Regions from separate parts of the Anas platyrhynchos genome. Here region 2 is linked to region 1. The links are chromatin contacts, called in public Hi-C maps. All regions are on one chromosome and are shown on one strand. The core of a region is the stretch at or near the end of the contact, and the rest is flanking DNA. Distances in the headings are between cores, read along the strand shown.

Region 1 (6,454 bases), core at 1,612-4,111:
TAGTCTCTTTCTTTTCCAGCCTAACAAGGGAAGAACTGCTTGAAAAAAAAAATGTCTTTTGTCGTTTCATAAAGGTGCTGATGGAACAGAAAGCTTCACAATGCTCTTTATGCAAAGCATCTTAATCATTTCAGAAGGCAGCAGAGCTGGGTGAGGTTACCTTCTGCACCTAGGGCTGCTCCATGAGGACTTTGGCATGGTGAAAGCTGTTGAGTTCTGCATAGCCATAAATGCACCAAAATAAACACTGCTTCTAAAAAAATCTGACAGTAATTAACTACAGCTTGAGCATCTCTACTAACAAGGAAGGAAACTGATGTTGGTTAATACTAGGTCTGCCTTCCTATTTGCAGGAAACACTTGTGCATTCAGTTTTAAAAAAGTCACTAAACAGAGTAACACTAACAAAACGTCTCAGTGGTTTATTCTAATTCTTGTAGTGTACTGGGACTAACAGCCCTTCAGAACTCGATCGTTAAAGCATGCTGTTCTACCTGACATAACTCAGAAACATCAGTTCTATAGCACACCTACAGCTTCCATGCTATTTTGAGTTTTCTACCCCATCCAATTTAGGAAGCGCAGCAAAAGTAGTGTTAAAAAACAGGTAGGATAGCCTAGCTGTGCTGGTTCTGGTTTGAAATGCTTTCTGACCTTGCCACACCGACCACTTTTCACACTAGCTCCATTAGCATTTACTCCTTTCATGCTGAGCTTTTGCTTGTCTTGTAATGACAAAGCCAGACACCCAACTTTCCTCTTTGCCCCACTGTTTCTCACTTAAATGTCAGACACATACAGAAAACAAAACTTTCAATACTTTTAATTTATCAGGTTGATTACTCTGAGTTGTGCTTGTGTTGTACACAGTAAATACATTCATCTGTACAATTCAATTAATTTGAAGAAAATGCAGTTAAAATGCTGCTTTACACTTGAAACAGACCCTTCTGTAGTGATATAGGCTCCAGGTAGGCACATAGGAAGACAATTTCCTTTTAGTCTACCAGTGCATTTATTCCTGTACTTGTTCATCAGAAGTTGCTTTTAAACAGTAGATTTTAGGTTAGTGCTTTTGCTGAAGTAAGCTTTTATTAACTCTCAACTTGGTCTTTAGTAATTATCTTTCCAGAACATGTTTTTCTTTCATTACACTACAAATGGTTGTTTTCTGAAGATTTACTGAACACAGGCTTTCAACAACATTTACAAAATATGAAGACGTTTCTGGAATTATAATCTACTGGTGCATGCAACTGTCAAAGTCCAGATAAATCAAGTAACATGCTTCCCCGGATAAAAGTGCCTGAGCACAGTTACCATTTCACAATTAGTAAGAAAGTGAAATTGTGTCCTTATCCCAAGTTTTAGACAGATTAATATATATACCACAACACCCTGTACTGATCAAATTTAGAAATTTCTCTCTTTATATATATACATATTTTTTAAAGTAAATCTTTAAAGTAACGTCACAGACTTATGGTGGAAGATGCCAAGGCCCATCCTCCTTTTTCATCTGGCAGAGTTGGGCTGCTAAACCTGTTCCATTACTAACAATTACTCATTCAATGTTTTTTTTTTTTTAAACAATAAAGAGGCCAGAAGTATTGTTTTGTTTTTTGTTTTTAATTCCATAATCAAGAATGACTGAACATTATATTCATTTGAACCAATCCAATTACATAGCTTCCATAAGTTAGTGGCTGCCAAACAAGCGTGTAGTCCAGCACCCCACCATGAGCAACGTTATCTGTTGGTTAAGACCAATTTTAAGGTTAGACATGGTACATGTAAAAATAGAACATTTAAAAACCAATCTCGTCACAGATATTTGCATTGCCATCTCCTTTGTGAAATAAATAAGGCAGCAGATATCTTCTACTTCGCAGTGGCATCTTTCAGATATGCTATCAAGTCTGCTCTCTCAGACTTCTTCTTAATACCCGCGAAAATCATCTTTGTTCCTGGGATGTACTTCTTTGGATTTTCCAAGTACTCCATCAGGGTATCCTCACCCCAGGTGATACCTGGAAGAAAGAAGATAAGATGGTTAGAGCTGTCAAAAGTGAAACATACTTCCTTGTCCTCCATGTTACCTTGCTTTCTGGCAGTCTTTAGTACTTGTAAGACTACCATCAAGGAGTGAATGTTTTGGTCTGCAGTGGCTCAGAGAAGCAGCTTTACGCTCACCTTTGTTCTTATTAGCATCTGTGTAGGAGAAGCCCTCAGCCTGCCCGGTCTTGCGCCCAAACAGGCCGTGTAGGTTGGGGCCGGTCTTGTGCTTGCCCCCCTTCTCAACCGTATGGCACTGGGAGCACTTCTGCACGAAGATCTTCTTGCCCTTCTCCACGTCGCCCATCTTCAGCGCTAGAGCAGGAACACAGCGAGAGGTCAGCGCGGGCACCAAGGTCACGCAGCTCCGGGGGGCTCCGCCGGGCCCTGCGCTGGCTCCCGGCACCACACCCGCGGCCCGCGCGCCCCGTCCCAGCCCCTAAGGCCCATCCCCGGGCTGCACCCGCCGGGCGCGACCGTTACACGCAGCCAGCCCCCCCCGGCCATAACGGTCCCTAACGGTCACTAACGGTCCCCAACGGTCCGGCCGGGACACGGCAGCGCCGGGCCCAGCCGCCGCGGTGGGAAGCGGAGCCCAGGCCCGCTAGGCCTCAGCCCAGGCCCCCCGCAGGCCGCGGCCCCCGCACCTGCCCCGCTGCCGCCGCCGCTCCCCGGCCGCCCCGCACCGCCCGGCGTCTGCCCAAGGACACGCCGGACTCCGCCCTATGTAACCCGGTGTCGGTGCAGCCAAACCGCGCCGCAACTGCAGCCCGCCCACTCCGGCGCGCTAGCCAATCAGACCTCCGCTGTCTGGCTTCTGATTGGTTGAAACGCCCGTCTGTCAATGCCAACGTCACGGCGCCGCAGGCTAGCGGGGTAGGTTGCGCTTCCTGCGGAAGGCGCCGCGCGCCGCGCTGTGACGTAACGACAAGGGGCGCGCGGGGAAAAGAAGGGGGGGGGGGGAGGAAGGGGAGGGGGCGCCCGGCGCATGCGCACGGCGGGAGGCGAAGCAAAGGTCGACTCCTGGCGTGACCCCTGGCCTCTTTCATCGTTAAAAGACAAAGAGCAGAAAGTGCCTTTTAAGCTGCTTTAAGAAATCTCAGTGGTGTAAATTCTTAAGCTTCTTTAAGCACTTCATGTGGACTGATGCAAGCTTCTTTAAGGACTTGATGTGTGCTAATTACTGACATCCATTCAAAAGGTCTCCTTTTCTTCACAGAGTGCAGACTTCAGGCATCTTTAATTCCTTTAGTTTCTTCTAGGTTTTGGTGTCTAAAAATGTATGCTCCATACTAGGCATTGCATGTTGAGCTTCACAACCACTCCTTGTGATGCATGTGGAAGGACATTGTAGCAATTTTTATTTTTTTCCTCAGGGATGCTGTTTATGAAAACTGTGCCTTGATTGAAGACGGCTGAATCCAGTTTTATTAAACATATAAAATAACAAAATGTTCTCAGGGAAGATACTGAACCTGGGAGGCTTTCAGCGCTGAAGGTGGATATACCAAAGATCCATCTGTAAAATGAACTGTTACCTTCTTATAACTGTTCATGTCTTCTCTTCTAATATCTGCCTTACACCTCACCACCCAGATGCTGCCGTTGTGATGCAGTACCGTTCCGTGAAGGTGTAAATATTACAAAAGGGAACATTCACAGGTTTTTATACTGTATTGTTTGTAGAAGTTATATTGTAGGACAGAATGTATTGTGGGATATCTAGAGGCAATGCAGAAGACAAAGTCAGGGCTTTTGTGGCTTAGCATTGCATGAGTAAACTAAATTGATTCATTTTCAATGCACAGTTACTTTCCCATGTATTAAAATTAATTGAAATGTTTGCTTTGATGTGGTTTGCCTGGAACGTTTGTGTTTTAATCTGTCAGTTATTCCCTGTGGTTACACCTGAAATGCCTTTGTATTTTTACTCCCTCAGACCATTATAAACTAGAACAATGGTTCTTTTGCAGTCAAAATTACTGCTATGAAATTCTGTCCTGAACGAAGAAAAGATAAACCAAATATGCACTGAAGTTCAGTAGTAAAGAAAATGTAGCAAAACAGCCAAACGGTTCTCTTAAGAGGTACACTGCAGATAAAAGAAGAAAGAAGGCCTTATAGGACTAGGCCAGAACTCAGGAAAGTATGGTTTATTTCTCAGTTTTGTGATAAACGTCTTGTGTGGTCTTTGACAAATATGTTATAACCAGTTCCTTGTATTGACATCATTCAGTGTTGGTGGATCAGCGATTTGTGCCGTGGTCACAGTGGTGTGCACTGGTTTTAAGAAAGATCTGTACAGTGAGTCATAAATCTCACCAGGTCAGAAAACAATACTGGCTACTTTGTACTGTTAGGATTTATTATTATTTTAGGCTGTTCAGAGGACCTGGATCGTCTTGTCTCAGAGAGAGGCCAGACAGTCCAGGCAATGCACAAAGCAGGGCGGGCAGCTGGGAAATTGCCAACATATCTCCTCGCTGAATCAATCGCACAACCATTATAATGCAATGACTTACTGACTGTTAAATTTACTGATGAGTTTAACAGGTGTGAAAATATTGAAGTACTTTGTCCTCTCTTTCATGCTGCAGATTTATGTTACAAGCATGGGTTTGCATTTTATAGCCATTTAGTAGAATCTTCAGGACTGGGGCAGGTAGAAATCTCTGTCATTCCCAACAGCTGGCCTGTGGGGAGCCGGGTAGATTAAGAAGATCCAGGATAAAGAGTCACTCTTCATCAACTTAAAATGGCCACAGAGCTCTGATTGTTAACTCAAGTGGACTGCCTCACTCAAGCATTTTTTCTAGTACCTGCTTATACACTGACAGAGGAATTATCTGTAGAGTGAATTAAGATTATAATGAGGTCTTAGACCTCAACATAACGTAGGCAGAAACATGGAATACAACTGCTCTGTTATCAGTTTTTGGTTTGAAGCAAGAAACACAGCAGTGATGTCTGGTCAGGATGAGTATAGAAGAGTAGCGGGTACAAAACATAAATGAATGAAGTCAGGTGATTTGCAATGGAGCATGAAACACCAGGAGATGACCTCCAGATGCAAGAGTTGACACAGGATAGGACTGAACCAGTTTCTGTTTTACTATGAGAAAACTCGTCCAGAATCCTTACAAACCAGGTCTTGTAGTGAAAGCAGCATAAAAACATAGATGATTCAAGAGGGAAGGGAAGGGAAGGGAAGGGAAGGGAAGGGAAGGGAAGGGAAGGGAAGGGAAGGGAAGGGAAGGGAAGGGAAGGGAAGGGAAGGGAAGGGAAGGGAAGGGAAGGGAAGGGAAGGGAAGGGAAGGGAAGGGAACATTCTGGATTCAAGTCCAAAGTTACTTAATTTAACTCACAGGGAGTTTTAAATTTCAGAAATTCAGGATGTAGCAATTTGTCAAAAGTTTAGCTTTTCTTAATTTTTTATTTTTTTTTAGGTTTTGGAAAATAAGTTTAAAATTAAGGGCTACTGAATTAAAAGACAAATGAAAGGGTGTGCTTTTTTGAATTCACTTCAAATGTAATCTCATGTTATTGTATAGTCTGATAGGGTTTACTGGAAAGCTTAGACTAAAAGAGGTATAATAAATGTCCATGAGCATTGTCTGAGAGAGTCTGATTCCATCTGACAAAAATATACAAGAGCACTAATATCCACTGGCCTCAATATCTGTTAATAGATGGCAAGAAATTGGTCAAACTACCACATTTTAAATTTATTTTTGAATTACTTTAATGAATCAAATGTTTTGAAGAATTTATCTGTAGGAGGAGCCTGTAGCATCTTCCCTATGAGGAAGGGCTGAGAGACCTGGGTCTGTTCAGCCTTGAGAAAAGAAGACTGAGAGATTTATACATATCTTACCAATGTGTATTAATACCTCAAGTGTGGGAGACAAAGGGATATGGCCAACCTCTTTTCAGTGGTTTGTGGGGACGGGACAAGGGGCAATAGCCACAAAATGGAGCCCAGGCAGTTCCTCACCAACATGCGAAAGAACTTCTTCACGGTGATGGAGCACTGGGACAGGCTGCCCAGGGAGGTTGTGGAGTCTCCTTCTCTGGAGATATTCAAGGTCCATCTGGATGACTACCTGGGCAGCCTGCTCTAGGGAACCTGCTTTGGCAGGGGAGTTGGACCTGATAATCTCTCGAGGTCCCTTCTAACCCCTACAGTTCTGTGATTCTGTGAAGAGGGGCCTGTTATCCTAAAGCATGAAGTCAGTCTCATAGCACTAAGAACACTTACCAAATCTACTAATGTTGCAAACATTTTTCTTATGCTCCAAGGATTTGCCTCTAAGCCTTTTTTTTAAATGATACTAAGCTCTTTGCCTTCCACATATACCAAGCAGAAAATTAAACAAGTAAATTAGGATGTGCTTCCCAA
Region 2 (6,454 bases), core at 1,075-3,574, 140 kb before region 1:
AGCCACAAAAGCTCACAAGCTCTCTCTTCCGAGCCTTGAAGATCTTCCAGCACGTGCCTCTGATGACTTGGTGCCACACAACCCACCCTGGATTTAACATGTCCAACCACAAGGACCATGGTGCCCTCACCCCAGGGACAGATGCCACCATCCCATGAGGTCCCATTTTGGGGAGTCCCGTCTCACAGCACCCCACAGCTGCACACCTGGGGATGCCGGCCCTGAGGGATGAGGCGCTTCGTGTGGGCACACAGCCATGTGCCGCCCTCACCAAGCCTGGCACTGAGGCAGCTGCAGCAGGCACCCAAGGGCTGCGCTTCCCCTCTGACACTCACGCACCACGCATGATTTGCACTGATTCAACCTCTAGGGTTTGCGGTTTGGGCTTTGGGTTTTTTTTTCCTTCCTTAAAGCAGCCGGGTGGCACACGGGCAGGCACGGAAGGGAAGCCAGACCCTGGCTTATCCCCAAGGCTGCCACAACGGTGCTGACAGGGGTGGCCCTGCGCATATGGGGCTGTGGACCCCACTACTGCCCCACTCCCCCAGCCCTCTGGCGGGGAGAAGGGGGCTCAGTAGGGGCACTGCTGGCACCACCAGCCCCTCCGCCTCCCTGGGCCCACCCCGGTACTCACGGCTGCCCCGCTGATCCCCGCCGCCGCGCCCCGGGGATGCACCGCGCCGCGCCCCAATGCGATGTGAGGCGCAGAGGGCAATGCCCCGAGGGGAGCCTGGGGCAGCACCAGGAGCAGAGGGGCTTCTGGTCAGCTCCGAGGCACCGCAAGCAAGGGCGAGCACGGGCGGCACCGCGGTGGGGTGAGGCAAGGCGAGGGGGAGCAAAGCCCCGCCCGGGTGCCCGCGCCCCGGGACGCGGGGGTGAGGCGGGACCGAGCGCCGCCGCCATTTTATGGCTCAGCGGCCGCCGCCCAGCACACGGCTGCGGGGTCTGGCACCCTGAGGGGGCTGCTGTTCGCCAGTGAAGCCCCAAAGCGGCTTCCACAGAGTCCCTGGCTCCATCGCCTTCCTCCTGGATGTCTGTGCCCCTCACCTTCCTCAGGGGTTGAAGGGCAGCTGCGCTGGGGTCTGGGCTGCTGGTCATGGTGGGCTCTGCCTGCTGAGCCCTGGTGCTGGGGGTGTCCGTGCAGCAGGGACCCCCGTGTGGTGGCATGCCCCTGACAGGGGCTGAGGTGGATTTGGTTGGATTTTCCTGTCAGCTCAGCCACAGGAGGCGACAGTTCATTTTGCTGGGTTACTTCCAGTCACATAACAAAGGCAGCTTTTCCCTGAGAACTGCCAGATGATGGCATTTTATGACATAATTACATACAAAATTCCTGAGATGTCCTCTCAAACCTGACTGGGATCATTGACAGTCAGAGGATCAGCAGCTTGTATATGAAATCTGCTGGAGGCAATGCCCCTGCCGTGTGCGGCTGCAGATTTGCAACGTTGAGGTCAATGCTGTAGGCATGGCTGGAGTCCAGTCAAAGCCCCAGTCCAAATGGGAGTTCCCAAGACAAGTTTTCTTCTTCTCAGTCTGGTTCAGGCCTTGAACAGCACTGCAAAATGAGAAATGCGGTCAATGGAGTGTGGTAGACAGGTTTATGAAGTGTAGTGTAATACAGTGAGCTCTGTGACTATAGCTCACCTCTCTGAAAGCAAGGCAACACCAGAATAATAGAACTTGGGTGCTTATGATAGGACTGACCCAGGAAGAAATTGATGGAAACATAAGGAGTAGTTCTTCAAGATATTTACTGAGCATTAAGGAAATATTTTTCAAGTGAACCGTGCCACAAGCCAGGTCCTTCGCTTTTAGGTCAAAGAGAGAGCATTTGGGACTAGGGGGGATAGTCACACATGTTGAATCACCATATCTTAATGGAGTAAAGCCTGGCCTACGGAAGAAAAGTTGAAAGCTGGATGCCCTTAAATTAACAGTCCTAAGCGAGAGGTAACAGTGAATGTATATTGTACAAGTAGTTATCCATTCTGATAACTACATAAATCATCCAAAACTTCCAGTTAATTTTAGCAGATATTAGTCTGTCATCCCTTTCTGTTTCTCCTAAGTGACGCCCTCAGTAAATCAATGATAAATAGATTTTTCTTCTTCGGCTTCTATGGGCTAATAGAAATAAAAATAAACCCACTCTTAGAGCCTCATCATGAGAAAAAGTACCTTCAAGTCCTCAGGAGATCTCTTTCTAGGATCAGCACCAAGTTGCAGGATCACTAGCTCCAGTCATAATCTCCTGCAGTGGCTAGTAGCAGCACATTTCCTCAGTAATCACGTGCTTACCCGTGGAGTGGCAACATGTCATTCATTTCCAATGCAAGTGCCTGCTAAAGCAGATTTTGAGAAATCACGCCAGGAAGTGGCACTGAACCACATTGCCATGGAAATGTTCTCTGGGGAGGGAGGAGACGAAAACAGTGAAACTTGCCAGTCAGTTTAAGGATGTTACTGGTGGTTTGGTGTGCACCAAGTAAGGGGTGCCTGCACCAAGGAAATTTCTTTTCAAGATGGACACAAGCCAGCATAAGATAGTTTTAAGATGCTTCACATTAATTAGAAGAGACAGAACCTGGTCTGGGCATTAACAGACACTTTTGGGGCCGGGCAGCAGCTAACCTAAAAGTTTCAAAGGCTGATATCAAAACTGGCTGCAAATGGGACACATTCAGAATTGAACACATGCCTTGAACCCTCAGTCTTCGTGAAAATGCTCTTCAGGTATACTGCACAGCCAAAACTTGCAGCACACAGTAGTTTCATGACTAACTGGGAAGTCAGCAGGGAGAATGTAATATTAGAGAAATACATGCGAGTGTAGTCTGCACTGCGATCTGTCTGCCACACAGATGTGAATCTGTGGAGCCAAAACATGAAGTGCATCACTTCTGCATTAGAAGGTCCTTTTGCTTTAGAAGATCCTCTTGTAGAACGTGCAGGAGAAAACCAGAAAGTTTTGCCTGTGTGACAAACTGCCTTTGGAAACAGGCAAGATTTGGCTATCTTAGTTAAGTAAGTAAAGTGGGACAGAAAAATTACACAAGAACTTCACAGCCATAACTTAAAAAATGAATAATACACATCACCTGTGTTATAAATGAAGTCTCAACTCAATCTGAATTTAGTAATATTTATAAAAGAATATTTATAAAAGGTATAAAAGGCAAGTAAACAGTGCTGAGTGTGCGAGAAGTCTACGCTCCACCAACATGCACACACGAACATCAAACATCCTAAATATACAAAACATTGCTTTTACATACTGAACCCGAGTTGCCTATACAATCATAAAAGGTAACAAACAATCCTTTAAGTTCCATGACTTAACAGTATCCATTTTCCATTCGTTTTGAACAATATGTCTTGCTTTAAGTTGTCAAGAAACTCGGTCTTTGGGCCTTATGTATCCCGTTCTTCCCGAATCGAAGAAAAACATATCAGTATCCTTTTCACGGCCTGGGTCAAAAGGCACGTCCAGGTCAGCAGGGGGCGGAACAGCAAAAGCCTGCGATCGCTGTAGCGTTAGGGGGGGCCGATGGCGTAGCAGTCGGATCAGTAAAGGAGCCCGCAGCTCCCTCACTATCAGGCAAACCACACGTGTCTGACTGTGGCACCACAGGGCTCTTTAAGGCCTTAGAGACTGCTCGCCAGGTGCCGAGCAATCCCACTGCAACCTTGTCGTTTTTAGTTGCGGAGTCCCACACCTTGACCTCAGTTTGGTCCCATGTTTCAGGCTCATAAACTGTCCGACTGTTAATAAGGAGAATAAGCTGTAAGGTTACCAGGACAGTCTTTGTTCCTAAGGACGTATGATTCCCCATAATGCGCAGCTGCTTACCAGCGAGGGGCAGCTGTGTGCACGGCTCCGCTTCTCTCAGCTCGAGCTTCTTCTCAGCTCCGGTGGTGCCTTTTTTTATCTTGAGGGCAGGCTCCCCTCTTATACCCTTCTCCCCACAGCAGTTCTTTTCAAAACAACTTTTCATTGGTCAAACAACTTTGCAAATAACAGCAACGGCAAACGCCGAGAAACTCCTATGCCTTAACGACTGGAGAACAAGCAACACGAGTCTGCATGGCATCTCCTGAATCACCCTTCTTTGTTCCCTCTAAACTCTTTTATATTCCTGATGGCCTCATCGTTAACAGTCTGATGTTATCATCAACCACGGGGCTTTCTGACCCCCATGGCCACACTCAAACATCTCCCCCTTTTTTACTAATATCAACCATCTTCTCGACGCGAATTACCACTCTATATATAACACCTGTAAGTAGTCACCCACCCGTATGACACAGCAGCTACTAGGCTGATAGGAAAAAAGCAGAATAGCTGCATGCTCTTTAAATATCTCTGTGAAATTCCTCAGACATGAGACTAAGAAATCATTGAGCACCACCAGGTGTCAGCATTGCAAAATGGTTATTCCTACCAGTTACAGAAGTCTGCACCCTTTAAGCACTATTTATTAGATTTACTTTTTTCAGTGTGTGTGTAATGGCATAATGGGTTCTTATATTTTCCAGTCATTGACATTAGCATAGGGTGTAAGTCTAAAATTGTCTGCAAAGGGGATTTTCTTAAATAGTTGGTTTTTGTCTCTTCAGCTTAAAAACTTTTTAAAATGCTTTCACAGGGTTGGCATTAAGAGCCATACTAATGGTATATTGTCCATCTAATGGTCCTTGTAGCCATCATGGAGTCGTTTTAGGCTGCAGCAGCAAGAGATTGCATACTAAAATTCATCCTATTGAAATGTCAGGAGGTTGTCCGGAGCTCTCTGTTGTTGCATGCCAGGCTTTATTTAACCCCTCGTACTGGCTACAGAAGGGCCTGTTGGCTTCAGTTCTGTGGAAAAAATGCAGAAAAGGAAGTGTGAAATTATTTACAACAAAAAAAAGCAAGGACACTTGGTGACGCAAATCTTTTTAAAGGTGTCCAGCATCATATGCCAAATCACCACGAAAAGAATGAACTCCTTTTCTTTTCCTGTTCATTTCCTTTTGCAGGAATAAAAATCTGAACAGGTTTGTTTGTTTGTTTCAAATTAACTAACCAGCCTCATTTGTATTTTACATTATGACTCATCTGCTGTTTTGGTGGGATGTTCTCCAGTTTTCACCTTCATTCACATTTCACATTCAGTGCTGAGAGACATTTCTTGCTGCAAACATCAGCCTTCTCGCTGTCCCACTGGTTCGGCTGTCATCAGCCCCTTCCAAAGCACCAGCACTCAGTGACAGGCTTAACAGTAAGTTACTGAATCGTGCTTAGTGGAGACCTGTGGGAGGGCACAGAAAGCCAGAAGGGACCATGAGAGCTCAGAGTAGCCAGAAAGCCTTTCTGCTGCATTTCTCCACCCCTTTATGTGAGCTTCTGCCCATTAAGTTCTTCAGGAAGGCAGTGGGAAGGCAGCATCTTTAAACATTTGAAGATTTTGTCCAGGAGATGAGTTTGGCCACAATTTAGAGGTGATCTATTTCATTGTCATGTGCATCTCTGCTGCTTTTATGGAACAGTACGAGGAAAAAAGGGGTTCAGTAGTGGATCTTGTAGTGCCATGAAAGGAGCAACTGGAGAGTGCCACACAGAGACACACAGAAGGGTCAGACAGACAGACATGTTCGGTGTAACTCAGCTCTCGATGTCTGGAGTATTATCAGCATAGAGAGAAATGGTGCTACGTTTACCTTTCCGTAGAAAATATCTGGCACAGGACTCACCTCTGTCACTGAAAAAAAACCTTCTCTCTGCTATGACTGTATTTTAGGGTGGCTGTAACTGTACAAAGATCATCCAGTGAAAACCTTGTGATCATTTGATGATTTTCCCATAATTTTAGGAAATCGTTAGAAAAGTTAGGCTAGGATCACGTCTAACATATTGTGGTTACCAAAGGAATCATCTAATGATGCCTCCAACAATAACACGGAAGGCAGTTTGCATGAAGCTGCACAAACTAAAGGCTCCTAACTTTAAAATGTAGATTAGATGGCAGCTACAGAACTTTGTTTCTTTTATGACAATGGTAAATGAAGACATAGGAATAGATAACATTTTTTTGCGTGTCTCAGGATTCTTTTTCCATAATAGTTTATTATGAACCATCTGGCCTCATTAATGTTTTATCGAAGACCATCTGGCTGTGGTATTGTTCAAGCTATTCAGCAGCAGAACTTCATCATAAACTAACCAAAAGGAATGGCTACTGAACTGTTGTGTAAAAGCCCCAAACTTTTATGGAAGTCCTATGTAAACACAGTTCTTTTAAAAGCATATTCTACATTAAACTACAAAAGTGTAGGAAAGACATGAGAAATTAAATCTAAAAATATTTTATTGCTCTTTAATTTGATTAATCTTAAAATTATCTCTTTGTTTCTTAACTTTCTTCCTTTTTTACAGCTTTGGCTTTTGAGCAGTTGGAAAAGGACCTTTAAA

The links. A called contact is a pair of places that touch in the nucleus more often than the background predicts.
Region 2: a contact with region 1 is called in a Hi-C map of F1 follicle, with 4 times the contacts expected there. The contact joins the promoter of GSDME here to the promoter of CYCS in region 1. A contact is called at or near these places in 2 of 8 Hi-C or Micro-C datasets (F1 follicle and subcutaneous adipose tissue).

The regions. Positions count from the first base shown.
Region 1 is chr2:125,407,939-125,414,392 of IASCAAS_PekinDuck_T2T, reverse strand. It overlaps CYCS (cytochrome c, somatic), which reads right to left and starts at 2,861. Exons shown (of 3, transcript XM_027447873.3): 1 at 2,703-2,861; 2 at 2,194-2,370; 3 at 1,609-2,030. The coding sequence starts at 2,362. The coding sequence ends at 1,882. LOC106018530 (a long non-coding RNA gene) reads left to right here and starts at 2,972. Exons shown (of 2, transcript XR_001192679.5): 1 at 2,972-3,335; 2 at 3,432-3,906.
Region 2 is chr2:125,545,481-125,551,934 of IASCAAS_PekinDuck_T2T, reverse strand. GSDME (gasdermin E) reads right to left here and starts at 2,324. Exons shown (of 11, transcript XM_038174282.2): 1 at 2,182-2,324; 2 at 1,048-1,558.